2 separate regions of the Mus musculus genome follow, and region 1 is linked to region 2. Evidence: chromatin contacts called from public HiChIP or PLAC-seq data. All regions are on one chromosome and are shown on one strand. The core of a region is the stretch at or near the end of the contact, and the rest is flanking DNA. Distances in the headings are between cores, read along the strand shown. Region 1 has its middle 48 kb from the start of C030037D09Rik. Region 2 overlaps Gm38534 (a long non-coding RNA gene).

Evidence for each region. HiChIP or PLAC-seq counts read pairs in DNA pulled down with a chosen protein or histone mark.
Region 1: a contact with region 2 is called in an H3K4me3 HiChIP or PLAC-seq map of embryonic limb bud, with 6 times the contacts expected there. The contact joins two enhancer-like sites. A contact is called at or near these places in 1 of 15 datasets of contacts at CTCF or cohesin (the NIH/3T3 cell line), 7 of 115 datasets of contacts at active chromatin or transcription factors (the 230-238 cell line, the NIH/3T3 cell line, bone marrow-derived macrophages and 4 more) and 1 of 9 other capture datasets (embryonic stem cells).

The regions. Positions count from the first base shown.
Region 1 is chr11:88,763,538-88,769,340 of GRCm38.p6, forward strand. No RefSeq gene overlaps it. Among named protein-coding and RNA genes, the nearest start is that of C030037D09Rik, 48 kb to the left of the region's middle. Within about 2 kb of position 1,759, at least 26 of the 459 cell types and tissues checked have an H3K27ac peak or open chromatin away from gene starts, as enhancers often do. A contact at or near this core is called in embryonic limb bud, where this site is marked.
Region 2 is chr11:88,233,925-88,239,698 of GRCm38.p6, forward strand. All of the region lies in intron 1 of Gm38534 (a long non-coding RNA gene), which reads left to right. Among named protein-coding and RNA genes, the nearest start is that of Gm38534, 5.9 kb to the left of the region's middle. Within about 2 kb of position 1,572, at least 249 of the 459 cell types and tissues checked have an H3K27ac peak or open chromatin away from gene starts, as enhancers often do. A contact at or near this core is called in embryonic limb bud, where this site is marked.

The DNA.
Region 1 (5,803 bases), core at 509-3,008, 530 kb after region 2:
TCACCTTCTGTTCACAAGCAGCCGGTTCTTGGCACGCTCTTGGGCGACCCCCTTCCGAGCCACTAATTGTGTTTTTGCTATTGCTCATGCCACACCTTTGCCCAGGCTGAGGGTGCTCTTTAGTTCGTATCACTTAGAATGAGCAGGAAGGTTAGCTATTGGTCAGAAACTCCAGGCATGGTGCTGGACCCCTTTAATCCCAACACTCAAGAACGGAGGCAAACCGATCAAGGTAGTTCAGCTGGTACAGTGAGTTCAAGGCCAACCTGTAATACACGATACATTAGCAGAGAGTGTGTGTGAGAGAGAAAGAGATCTTTCAAAGGGAGCTTCTAAAGCCAAGTGTCAAGACACTTGTAATCCCAGCTTTTTAGAATGCTGAGGCAAGAGGGTTGAGAGTTCAAGGCCACTGAGCAGAACTGTCTCAGATTCCGCCTTCCAAACGTGAACTTTCAGTGGAAGGATGGATTAGGGGAGGGTGCATTTTCTCAGAGCGTGCCGAATATTTGTGTGGAGACATCACATCACGCTCATTAATATACACTGTTAATATATCTTAATTTAAAAAAATTTTAAATAAAGCGAAAAAATGGAGCACTTGCCTAGAATGCATGAGGCTGTAGGTTCGTTTCTCAGTACCATAAAAAAAAAAGAAGAATAAACAGAAAGTAAAGAAAAAAATGATGAAACATATTGTTTCAATGGGGTGTTTTGCATGTGCATGGTTGGGTGGGGGGAGGTCAATTTCCAACATGGTTTCTCAGGCACCATCTGCCTTCAGGTTTTGTTTTGCTTTGTTTGGTTTTGTTTTTGAGACAGGGTCTTTCGTTAGGCCCTGGAACTGCCAGATTACTCTAGACTGACTGGCCAATAAGCCCTGAGCGTCTGCCTGTCTCTACCTCCCAGCTGTGGGGGCACAGTGCACGCTACCTCACCAGGCTTTTACATTGTACTGAGGTCTTTATGCTTACACAACCAATCCGTTACTGACTTAGCCATCTTCCCAGACTGTTTAAGGCTGTTTTCTGTTTGTTGTTTGTTTCTTGTTTTTGTTTGTTTGTTTGTTTGTTTGTTTGTTTTTTGAGACAAGGTTTCTCTGTGCAGTCCTGGCTGTCCTGGAACTCACTCTGTAGACCAGGCTGGCCTGGAACTCACAGATACCTACCTGTCTTTGCCTCTGGAGTTCTGGGGTTAAAGGTGTGTGCCACCTCTGGCTGGTTTTTTTGTTTTTGTTTTTTTAATAATAAAATGATAAAGCGAACTTCTAAGACGAGCAGAAAGCTATAAGCCCACTTCCTGAGAACTGAAGTGAACTGGGTGTTTTAGTCTAAACTATTTTTTCCATCACTAAATGTTACACAAATTATAGCCTAGACATCCAGAGAGCCATTTATGTAAAAGCACAAGTAGGAAAAATGTCAGGATCAAAACGAAAGGCTTGGCCTGTAGATCTTGCCAGGATTTGCCACGCTCCCCTCCCCCATCTTTATCTGTAAACTGCTTTTTTTTTTTTTTTTTTTTTTTTAATGGCCTCACTTCTTGAATCAAATTCTAGGAATCCCCATTTCTTACTTTTTCTGTGTCTCTCCTGCATAAAGATCTCTTTAAAAGTCTGCAAGAGAGTCCTGAATAGGGAAGTTTATGCTAGTGGGAGATTTGGCAGTGATTTTTTTTTTCCTCTCCTGAAAGGGGTCCTTCAAGAAACTTCCCTCTTCCAGGGAGTCAGCGGCTACACTTTCCCAAGAAAGGCGGCTCAGAAATGGGTGGCTGTCATCAGGTCCCAGGTCTTCAGACAATGGGGACTCTGTTCTGCTAAACACCCCTGCAAGCCTAGACTGCCCAAAGATGAAACTGAGGATCATCTTCCCCTAACTTCAGGAAACCCACTCCTCTGGCTCTTCCTTCAGAAGGTGTGGGAGGCTCACGGCAAGCATTCGCTTTCTGCCATTTTGACAGCGGGAGTTGGGCATTCATAATGAAGGGTTTCTTGTTTTCATTTAAAAATTTTAAAATATTTATTTATTTTGGGTGTGCCTGCACATGGTAAGGAGTGTGTGTGGAAGTCAGAGGACAACTTGGAGTCAGTTCTCTCCTTCTGTCACTTGAGTCCTGGGTCCTGGGGACGGAACTCAGGCTTTGCAGCATGTGCCGTTACAGAGCCATCTCTCAGCCTCCAAACCTCTTTTTTTTTTTTTTTTTTTTTTTTTAATCTTGGGAAGCGTTGGGCTCACAGGGGCGTTGTTATGTGATCAGTCATTAGACCCAGAATAAGGGCCAGAAACCTAGCACCATGTGCTATGAGAGCTAAAAATAGAATTGAATGTGGACACTGTGCTTAGAAGCCACCATCTCCCGAGTGCTCCTGCTTCCAGGCTGGCAAGGGTCTCCTGTAGCAGCTCCTTGCAGTAAAATGAAGGGAGCAGTAAAATGAAGGGAGCCAGCCTCCGGCTGTAAAATCTGCTCCCCTGGTTACTCGCCCTTACTTCTGGGAAAGTGACCTGATTGCTGCGTTCCTTTCACTTTCTCAGAAAACAGGATTAATTTTAAGCACCGAGAGGCAGGCGACGAAACGTCTTAGGAGCTCCAGTGGCTAGGATGTTTGACTGTTGCACGAGGCTGCTTTTATGCTTATGTTTGATGAGGTTTCTGTTTTATCTTAACACAGGTCTCATATATCCCAGGTTGGCTTCAAGCTCGATATGTAGGCAATGATGACCTTGGACCTCTGGTCCTCTCGTCTCTACCTTCCAAGTGCTGGGATCATCGGTATGAGCCAACATGCTTGCTTTATGCAGTTCTGGGGATTGAACCCATGGCTCTGTGCGTGCTACGGAAGCACTCTACCAACTAAGCTACCCCACAACTTAAAGATAAGATTTCACTATGTAGCCCTGGCTGGCCCGAAACTCATTATGCAGATCAGGCTGGTCTCAAGTTTTCAGTGATGCTTCTGCACCTCTGGGATGATGGGCACGAGCCAGCAAGCGGGCTTCTATTATATCCATCTTCGTAGACTGGGCCTTGTGTGCTAACCTATAATTCTAGCGGTCTCGGGGGCTCATTAAATTAAGTTCATATAATTGACCCACTGTGGGATGGGCATCATTCTATCCCATCTGCCCTTCACTTTGTGGCTTGAGATGCCGGAGTCCCTCGTATGTAAGTCATTGCTAGGTTATGTTATAGGAATCCACATGGGCCCTTTAAGCTTCTATCTAAAAGAGGCACAGGTCATGTCTGCCAGGTGTCACTGGCCCAAGTAATAAAATCAAATCCACCCTTAATAAAGTGGGAATGTGGCCTGGGGCGCTGGCTAAGTCAGTAAGCCATGCACACTTGAGGATCTGAGTTCAGATTCCCCAGAACCCAGGGGAAAAGTTGGGCATAGTGGCTCATGCCTGGGGAAGGGGAGTGTGGAGACAGGACAGGTGGATCCCTCAAAAAAGTAAAGGCAGAAAGTGATTGAGGAAAGACACCCAAAGTCAACCTCTGGCCTCCACACATGTGTGTGTATACACTTGCACATGCACACATTAGATAGAGTCTTGCTGAGACTAACAAGAAAGGTGAGATCGCACCCATGTTGTGGTTCCCTCCTGAATGTAGCTCCACTCCACACACAGAAGTGTGCACACATCCACATTGACAAGTACATACAACCATACACATACACATAACATATATGTTTTCCCTAAACGGGAAAAGCCCATGGATATTGCAAATACTAAATTCTGTCATTGCTACATGACACCAAAATCTCCAACTCCAGAAGCAAATATGGATACTTTTCCTTTCTCATAAAATAAGCACCCACATGGTTGCTGTCTTAGTTTGGGTTTTACTGCAGTGAACAGAAACCACAAACAAGGCAACTCTTATATAAGGACCACAATTAACTGAGGTTGGCTTACAGGTTCACAGGTTCAGTCCATTAGCATCATGGCAGGAAGCACAGCAGCGTTCAGGCCGGCATGGCGCTGGGGGAGCTGAGAGTTCTACATCTTCATCCAGAGGAAACCAGGAGCAGACTCTTTCCAGGCAGCTAGGAGAAGAGTCTCAAAGCCCACCTCCCACAGTGACACACTTCCTCCAAAGAGGCCACACCTACTCCAACAAGGTCACACCTAGTCATGCTACTCCCTGGGCCAAGCATATTCAAACCACCACAGTTGCTTCTGGGCTCTGTGAAAGTTCTAGTCACAGGGCTACCACCCTCATCTGCCTGCTCTATCATCTTCATGCTACAAGTTATTTTCAAGTGGTAGCAGATTAGCGTGTGCCCTTCATGAGTGGAAGGTAAGGAAGGGTCCCCAGTAGACAGGAAGTTCAGACTCCTTCGTTGATCAGGAGAGAAGAAAATGAACAGGACTTAACCCAGACCTTCAAAGCAAGGGAACTAGTACTGGGCACAGTAGGGTAAGCCTTTAATCACAACACATGAGAGGCAGAGGCAGGTGGATCTCTGTGAGTTCAAAGCTAGAAGAGCCTGGTCTACAGAGTGAGTTCCAGGACATTCAAGACCACACTGTAAGACCTTGTCTCACAAAACACAGAGAAACAGAGGTATACAGAGAGAGAGAGAGAGAGAGACAGAGAGACAGAGACAGAGAGAGACAGAGACAGAGAGAGAGAGACAGAGAGACAGAGACACAGAGAGAGACAGAAAGAGACAGACAGAGAGAGACAGAGACACGGAGGGAGAGGACATGGAGAGGGAAACAGTATGAGAAGAAAAAAAAAAACCCGTAAAATAGAAGCAATCATACACTTATGGACTTAGATGCTAGAAAGGTCTCAAGTGCAGGGAGTGTGGAATAGAGCTTCATTCACTCAAGAGGGACCCACAACTCGAGTGAGATCTCACCTTTATAGTCAGCAAGACGATGGGGAGAGGGGTCAAGTCGCCCTCTGCCCTCCCTAGGTCTCTGGGGCCCCATCTGTGTCTTTCTCCAGCGTCTTTCACAGCTGAGGTGTGAGTGATGCTGCGGACGAGTGCATCTGAGCCCCCTTTTGTTCTGTGATTCTCTGGGGCCCTCTTAGGTGTTGTTTCTCAATAACTGGCTAGAGCCAGTTCTTGTCTCTCTCCCTCCTCTTGTTTTCTTGAGAGCTAGGGCTCCTGATTCAGCCTCCTGCATGCTAAGGACACAGGCAGGTGCTGCCACACCCAACCCTCCTTGTCTCTGTTATGCCCAGATTCTGTTGGTTCTTAGGAATCCTCTCCAAGACCTGAGATGCCAGCTCATATCTGATACTGGGGTGGCAGGTGTGACAGCAAACCCTGGAATCCTGATTTTTTTTTTTTTTTTTTTTTTTTTTTGGTTTTTCAAGACAGGGTTTCTCTGTATAGTCCTGGCTGTCCTGGAACTCACTTTGTAGACCAGGCTGTCCTGGAACTCAGAAATCTGCCTGCCTCTGCCTCCCGAGTGCTAGGATTAAAGGTGTGCGCCACCATGCCCGGCTTTTTTTTTTTTTCAGGTGCATTTCTCTTCATGACCTCAGGCTGTTCCTCCTCCAGGGCCCTGATTCTGACCTTAGTGCCTATCCAGCTCTCAGGAAGAAAGTCCTCTTCCATTTCCATCTCTCAGCAAATTCTTTCTTGGAAGTTCAGGGAATCCAGAGTCAGGGAGCCCAGACCCCCTGCCAAGCTCAGTGTTACTTCAAGTATTGATTTGTCTGGTTGGTTTTGGTTTTGTTGTTGGTATTGTTGTTGTTGTTGTTGTTGTTGTTGTTGGTGGTGGTGGTGGTGGTGGTGGTGGTGATGGTGGCGGTGGTGGTGGTGGTGATAGTAGTGGGTGTGTATGTG
Region 2 (5,774 bases), core at 322-2,821:
AGTGCCCACCGGAGCATAACAAATTGTCATTATGTTATTCTGCTGAGTCTAATTTAATTGGCAAGTTGTCACAAAAGCAATTATCCATCATTTATTTTGTTGCCACAACCACATCTCGAAGAGCACCTGCTGTCTGCAAGGAGAGATGTGCCACAGTCTCTCAGCCCTGGATCCAGGCCACTTATCTGACACAAAGACATCGCTTCCCCTCTGATTTAAAAATATGTTCTTCATTTCCTGCTGCGGTCTCATGCATCCTCTGGGGTGGGGGTGGGAGGAAGCCTCAAAGTGCCAAAGGAAATTCACGGGCTGTGAAGTCGCCTGAGGCCTCACAGGGAGGCAGGAGGCCTGTGGGATGCTGTCAGGGTGTGTGTGGAGGGCAGGGAAAGGGAGCTGTCCGGGGTCTGACTGGCTCTGTTTAGGCAGCCACTTGAGGGGTGATTTATAATATTGGCTCTTCTGTCTTCCTTTGACATACCCCGTACTCACTCCCTAGGGAACGGGGACTGTTTTGGGCATTTCCCAGAGGGAAAACTTGAACCCCTAGAACCAAAGGCCCCAAGTCACAAGGGACGTTTGAGGTTAGTACCAAGAACTGGTAAAGATTTCTGAATTCCAGAATTCTCCTGATCGGATGCTCACTAGCAGAGCCTGGTGGTTAACAGACATGCCCGAGTCCCAGACTGTTCAGGGACGGTCTTCTGTCCACAGAGCTCAGTTTCATACGCCCTATTTTATCATGTCAAGCTGAGGCAGAGTAGAAACCAAAGGAAGGAAGGGAGGAAAGGAGGAAGGGAGGGAGGGAGGGAGGGAGGGAGGAAAGAAGGAAGGAAGGAAGGAAGTAAGGAAGGAAGGAAGGAAGGAAGAAAAAAGGCCAAGGGCAGGTCATTAGATGTCATTCATGATAGAGCCTGGCACAGTGATGCCCAGTCTCCCCGAAGCCTTTGCTTGCAGACCTTTTAAGAGCCTGTTACCCCCACTCCCACAGACCCACCTGTCCACTGTTTTGAGCAGTGTCTCCCAACATCTGCACTGCGAGGCTCCTGAGAGACAGACAGGGGAGCCAAGTTGTCACGGGGATGTTTCGTTTTCCCTGAAACTGAGAAGCCCTCAGGGAGGGTAAAGCCTTGGGTTGGTTTGTTCTCTATAGATTAGAAGCAGGTGGAAAGAAATTAGCCATCTTATCCTCACTTCTGGAATGTTCTTATTAGCCCAGTCAACAAGGGACTCATTAAAAACAAAAGCCCCAAACAAACAAGAAACCCAAACTCCAACTAAAACAGAGAGAAACAAAAAAGAAAGCTAAAACTGCTAAGGAAAGGAAGGAAAAAAAATAAAGTCAGGTCTTTAAATAAACCAGCTCCTCCCCCTGGGTCAGACCAGCTCCTCCCCCTGGGTCAGACCAGCTCCTCCCTCTGGGTCAGACCAGCTCCTCCCCCTGGGTCAGACCAGCTCCTCCCCCTGGGTCAGACCAGCTCCTCCCCCTGGGTCAGACCAGCTCCTCCCCCTGGGTCAGACCAGCTCCTCCCCCTGGGTCAGACCAGCTCCTCCCCCTGGGTCAGTCACAGCAATTCCCAGGCTCACTATTTAGGAGCACTGGAAAGTTACAGCTTCCTCAACACAGGCAGACTGGACCGTCTCTTGCGATTCTTAAAAAAAAAAAAAAAAAAAAAAGCTCTCGATGCAGTCCCTGATAAAATTAACTAGGGGTGTGTCAGGTTGCTCCCTCTTGCATCAGTATTGTCCCTAAGGAACCTTCCTTGTGACCACGAAGTCCGTCCTGCCCCACCAGCATGGTGACCCGGACCTTTGCTCTTTGAGGGACGCCGGACGCCTCCCTCAAGTCTGAGGGGTTAGAACTTTAGAGTTTCTATGGAGCAGGGACAAGTTCAGGGCTCAGGGACGGGCTGTGCATGAGGCTCTCTGATCCACCCCCTAACCCGCATGGGCCCGAGCTCGTCAGAAAGTGAGACGCCAGCTTGCATGAATCACGAATGAGCTCACGGGCTCAGACTCTGAAAAGTAAGCTGGCTAAGTGGGTGAAGGACCATAAAAACACCTCGCATCATTCTTGACCCGGGAATCCCACTCGCATAAGCAAATTGCTTGGAACACAGAAGGAAGCCTTGTCCTCTGGCTTTATTTATATAGCGAGAGCAGAGGCTGTGAAGAACAAAGGCGCTTGGAGCACCAGGCTGTCAGTACAGGCTAATGCTAGACTTTCTTTTGTTTGTTAGCAGGGCTGTTGAGCCTACGTAATTTCCTAATTTCGTTAAGTAAGCATGGGTCGAGCACTTCCATAGCTAGAATCAGGTTTCATGTGGCTGTGAATACATCTGAGACAGAGACATAGAAGTCCCTCCAAAGTTACTGTCCAACTGCTCCTGTAAACAAGAACCTTGCCTTCAAGACTGGGGAGGTAGCTCAGAAGTAGAGCACTTGCCTACCACGTGTGCAGAACAACCTAGATTCCGAACACCAAGCACCACAAAAACAAATTACTTCCAACTTTGTGGCTTGAACAGCAGACATGTATTATCTTAATGGCTTTGTAGGTTAGAGGTGAGGAAGGGTTCTTTCTCACTGGGCTAAAATCAGGGTGTTGACAGGCCCACTATATGTTCTAAGGGACAATCAATTTCTTTGTCCTTTTAAGCTTCTAGCATCCCTTGACTTGTGGCCTCACTTTCTTTCCACTTCCAAATCCTGTAAGGGCAAGCCAGACTCTTCTCATATACACCACTTGGGTCTTCTTCCATAGTCACACTTCCCTCTGACTCTCCTGCCCACCTTTTCAGGACCCACGTGCTGGTAACTCTGGGCTCAGCAAATCCAATCTGCCCATTTTATTAAGGTCGGTGGATAGGCAGCCATCATTCCCTCTGCAAACCCAATTCCCCTTTGTCTCGTGATTTTGAGGACTCTCGGGGACACGACCAGGGATGGAGGGGGCTGGAGATACACCATTCTTCCAACCACATTCCTGACCCAGAGGCTCACAGTGCAGTGAGAAAGATACATAACATTGTTTTTAGAGTGTGTAACAGAGCGCCACAGGCCGCAGGCTGCATCTGGGAAGCAGACTGCACATCTGTACAGGACGGGGAAGTTTTGTGCTAGAAGCCAGGTGCTGTCAGCTTGGCCTTGCTCCTTGTTCCAGCACAAAGCCACTCTGCTCTGGTCATTTTATTGGCTGTTCCATGTCCTGCTCTTCCCCTCTGCTGTCCCTGATTTGTTTTTTTTGTTTTTTATTTTTTTTTTTGTCTTACTTTCTATCCAAATTCCAAGATCCACATTGTCACATCATCTGTGACCATCCCCTGGACTTTACACGCCCAGCCCTGGGCACCCAGAACACTGGATTCTACTTAAGTGCAATCACTCTCATGTGCTACCGTCTCCGTCTTAGTGTGTTCTTATGTTCTAATCACTCCGAGGTTGGGCACTGTTAGTTATGATCCTGTCACCCCTACAATGTCTATCATAGTAGTACAAACATTTACACTAATAAGAAATGTGCTGTAAAAAGAAAAAGCCTGGTGGTGATGGAGGATGCTTTTGATTCTAGCACTCAGGAGGCAGAAGCAGGTGGATCTCTGTGAGTTTGAGGCCAGCCTGACCTACAAAGTGAGTTCCAGGACTGCCAGGGCTGTTACAGAGGGAAACCCAGTTTCAAAAAAAACAAAAAACAAAACAACAACAACAACAAAAAAACCCAAAAAACCAAATAAACAAAAAAACCACCATAAATAAATAAATAAGAATAGAAATAAAAGTAAAAATATGGGGGCTAGAGAGATGGCCCAGGGCTGAGAATGACTACTACTGTCCTCTTGTAGAGGACCTGAGTTGGGTTCCTCACACCCTTATCAGGCAAGGAACAACTGCTTGTATCTCCAGCTCTAGAGGAGGCAACGCCATCTTCTGGCCTTTGTGGGTCCCTCCACCCATACACAGACACACACACACATACTTCAAAATAATGGCATAAAATATTATGGGGATGTATGGCACACATAAATGAGTTAAGGGATTAGATCTTGGGCTAGAAACTTCTCTGAAGGAGAGGGAGGTTGGAGAGGTGCTGTCTGCTGCCCATGCTGATGCTCACGGTCTGGTCTCCCAGCACAAACGCAATGCTCTTGTCATCTGAGTCTCTGCCCTGCTCCTCAGTGACCCACCTGCCTTTCCCAGTTGGACATCTTTGCCCATTCAGTTGGGAAAAAAAAAAAAAAAGAATAGTCAAAACTGACATCCACCAGTCACGCTGACAGGGGAGGGACAAAAATGAGCAAGCCTCATGAAGACAGAGGACTAACAACAATCTGTCTGACAGACAAGGCAGCGTGTCCCTAATATATAAACTGTGAAGAGAAAGCTTTTAAGAAACAGACAGAGACATGGAAAAACATTTTACAGATGACTGAATATGAGCGGCCAATAAGCGCGTGAGAGGCACGCAACCAGGGAAACGGAAAAGAAAACAACAATTAACACTATTCTCACTTATCAGATAGGGAAAAATTAAAGAGAGGAGACAGATAACACCCGGTGTTGAGCAGCCAGCGAGTAAACAGGACTCTGATACACAGCTAATGCAGACGTGGAATGCTAATACTTCTGGGAAAGCAGTCTCAAGGTGACAACTAATATCAAATCAACACTCTTTAAAAAGCAGATTATGTTTATTCTTAAAATTATGTGTGTGTGTGTGTTTACTGTGTGAATATGTGCGCCTGCGTATCCGTGCCTGTGGAGGCAGATCCCCTGGAGCTGGGGTGCCAGGTGGTTGTGGGTCATTCAATGTGGGTGGATGCTGGGAACCAAACCTGGGTCATTTTAGGTACAGCAAGTGCCTCTTAGCCACTGAGCCATGACTCCAGGACTGTGACCACATCTTTATCCCCCAAACATGACATTTGTTGATGTCCTATAAGAATAATTGACCTCAATATGCAGTTATCACATGTGTAAATATGCACACACAACACTGTTTGATGAAGAGCTCTTCCCTGCATCAAGACAGGCTGTCTGCATTGTTTAGTGAGTGGGGAGGGAGTGTTAGCATCTTTGTTAAAGCAACCCCTGAAAGCACCAACTTTGAAGGGGGCCTTTGGCACCGGCATTTCTCGGAAGTCATTCAGCTAAGCGTGCAGTCTCTGACATTGCTGGAGCGGGCTGTCATGAGGGAATCACAAGTGTCCTCAGACCCCTGCTAGAAAACTGTCACAAGGGTGCACTAACATAAAAGAGACGAGGCGGCTGGGTGAATTATATAACATATATGCACACACCATAGGCAGCTATGGAGGCACCGAAGTCAGGGTTGTGCTGACCTGGTGGAATCCCCACAAAAGTGTGGCATGATGCCATGTAGCAAAAGCAAAAGGCAGGGGACAAAGGCAGTGTGCTACAGCATTTGAGAGGGAGGGACAGATTTATATAGAGGGAGGCTGGGTACTAGTAAGTGACCTCAAAGTAGAGAAGGCAGACTGAGGCAGAAGGATTGCTGTCTTCAGCTTCAGCTACAAAGTATACGATTCTCTTTCTTTCTTCTTTCTTTTCTCTTTCTCTCTTACTTCCTTCTTTCTTTCTCTCTTCCTTTCTTTTTAAGACAAAGTTTCTCTGTGTAGCTCTGGCTGTCTTAGAACTTGTACTGCATGCAGTCCAGGCTGGCCTGGAACTCGGAGATCCATCTGCCTCTGGTATGTGCCACCATGCCTTGTTTTAGAGTATGATCCTATTTTTTTTTTGCGGGGGGGGGGGGGTTTCGA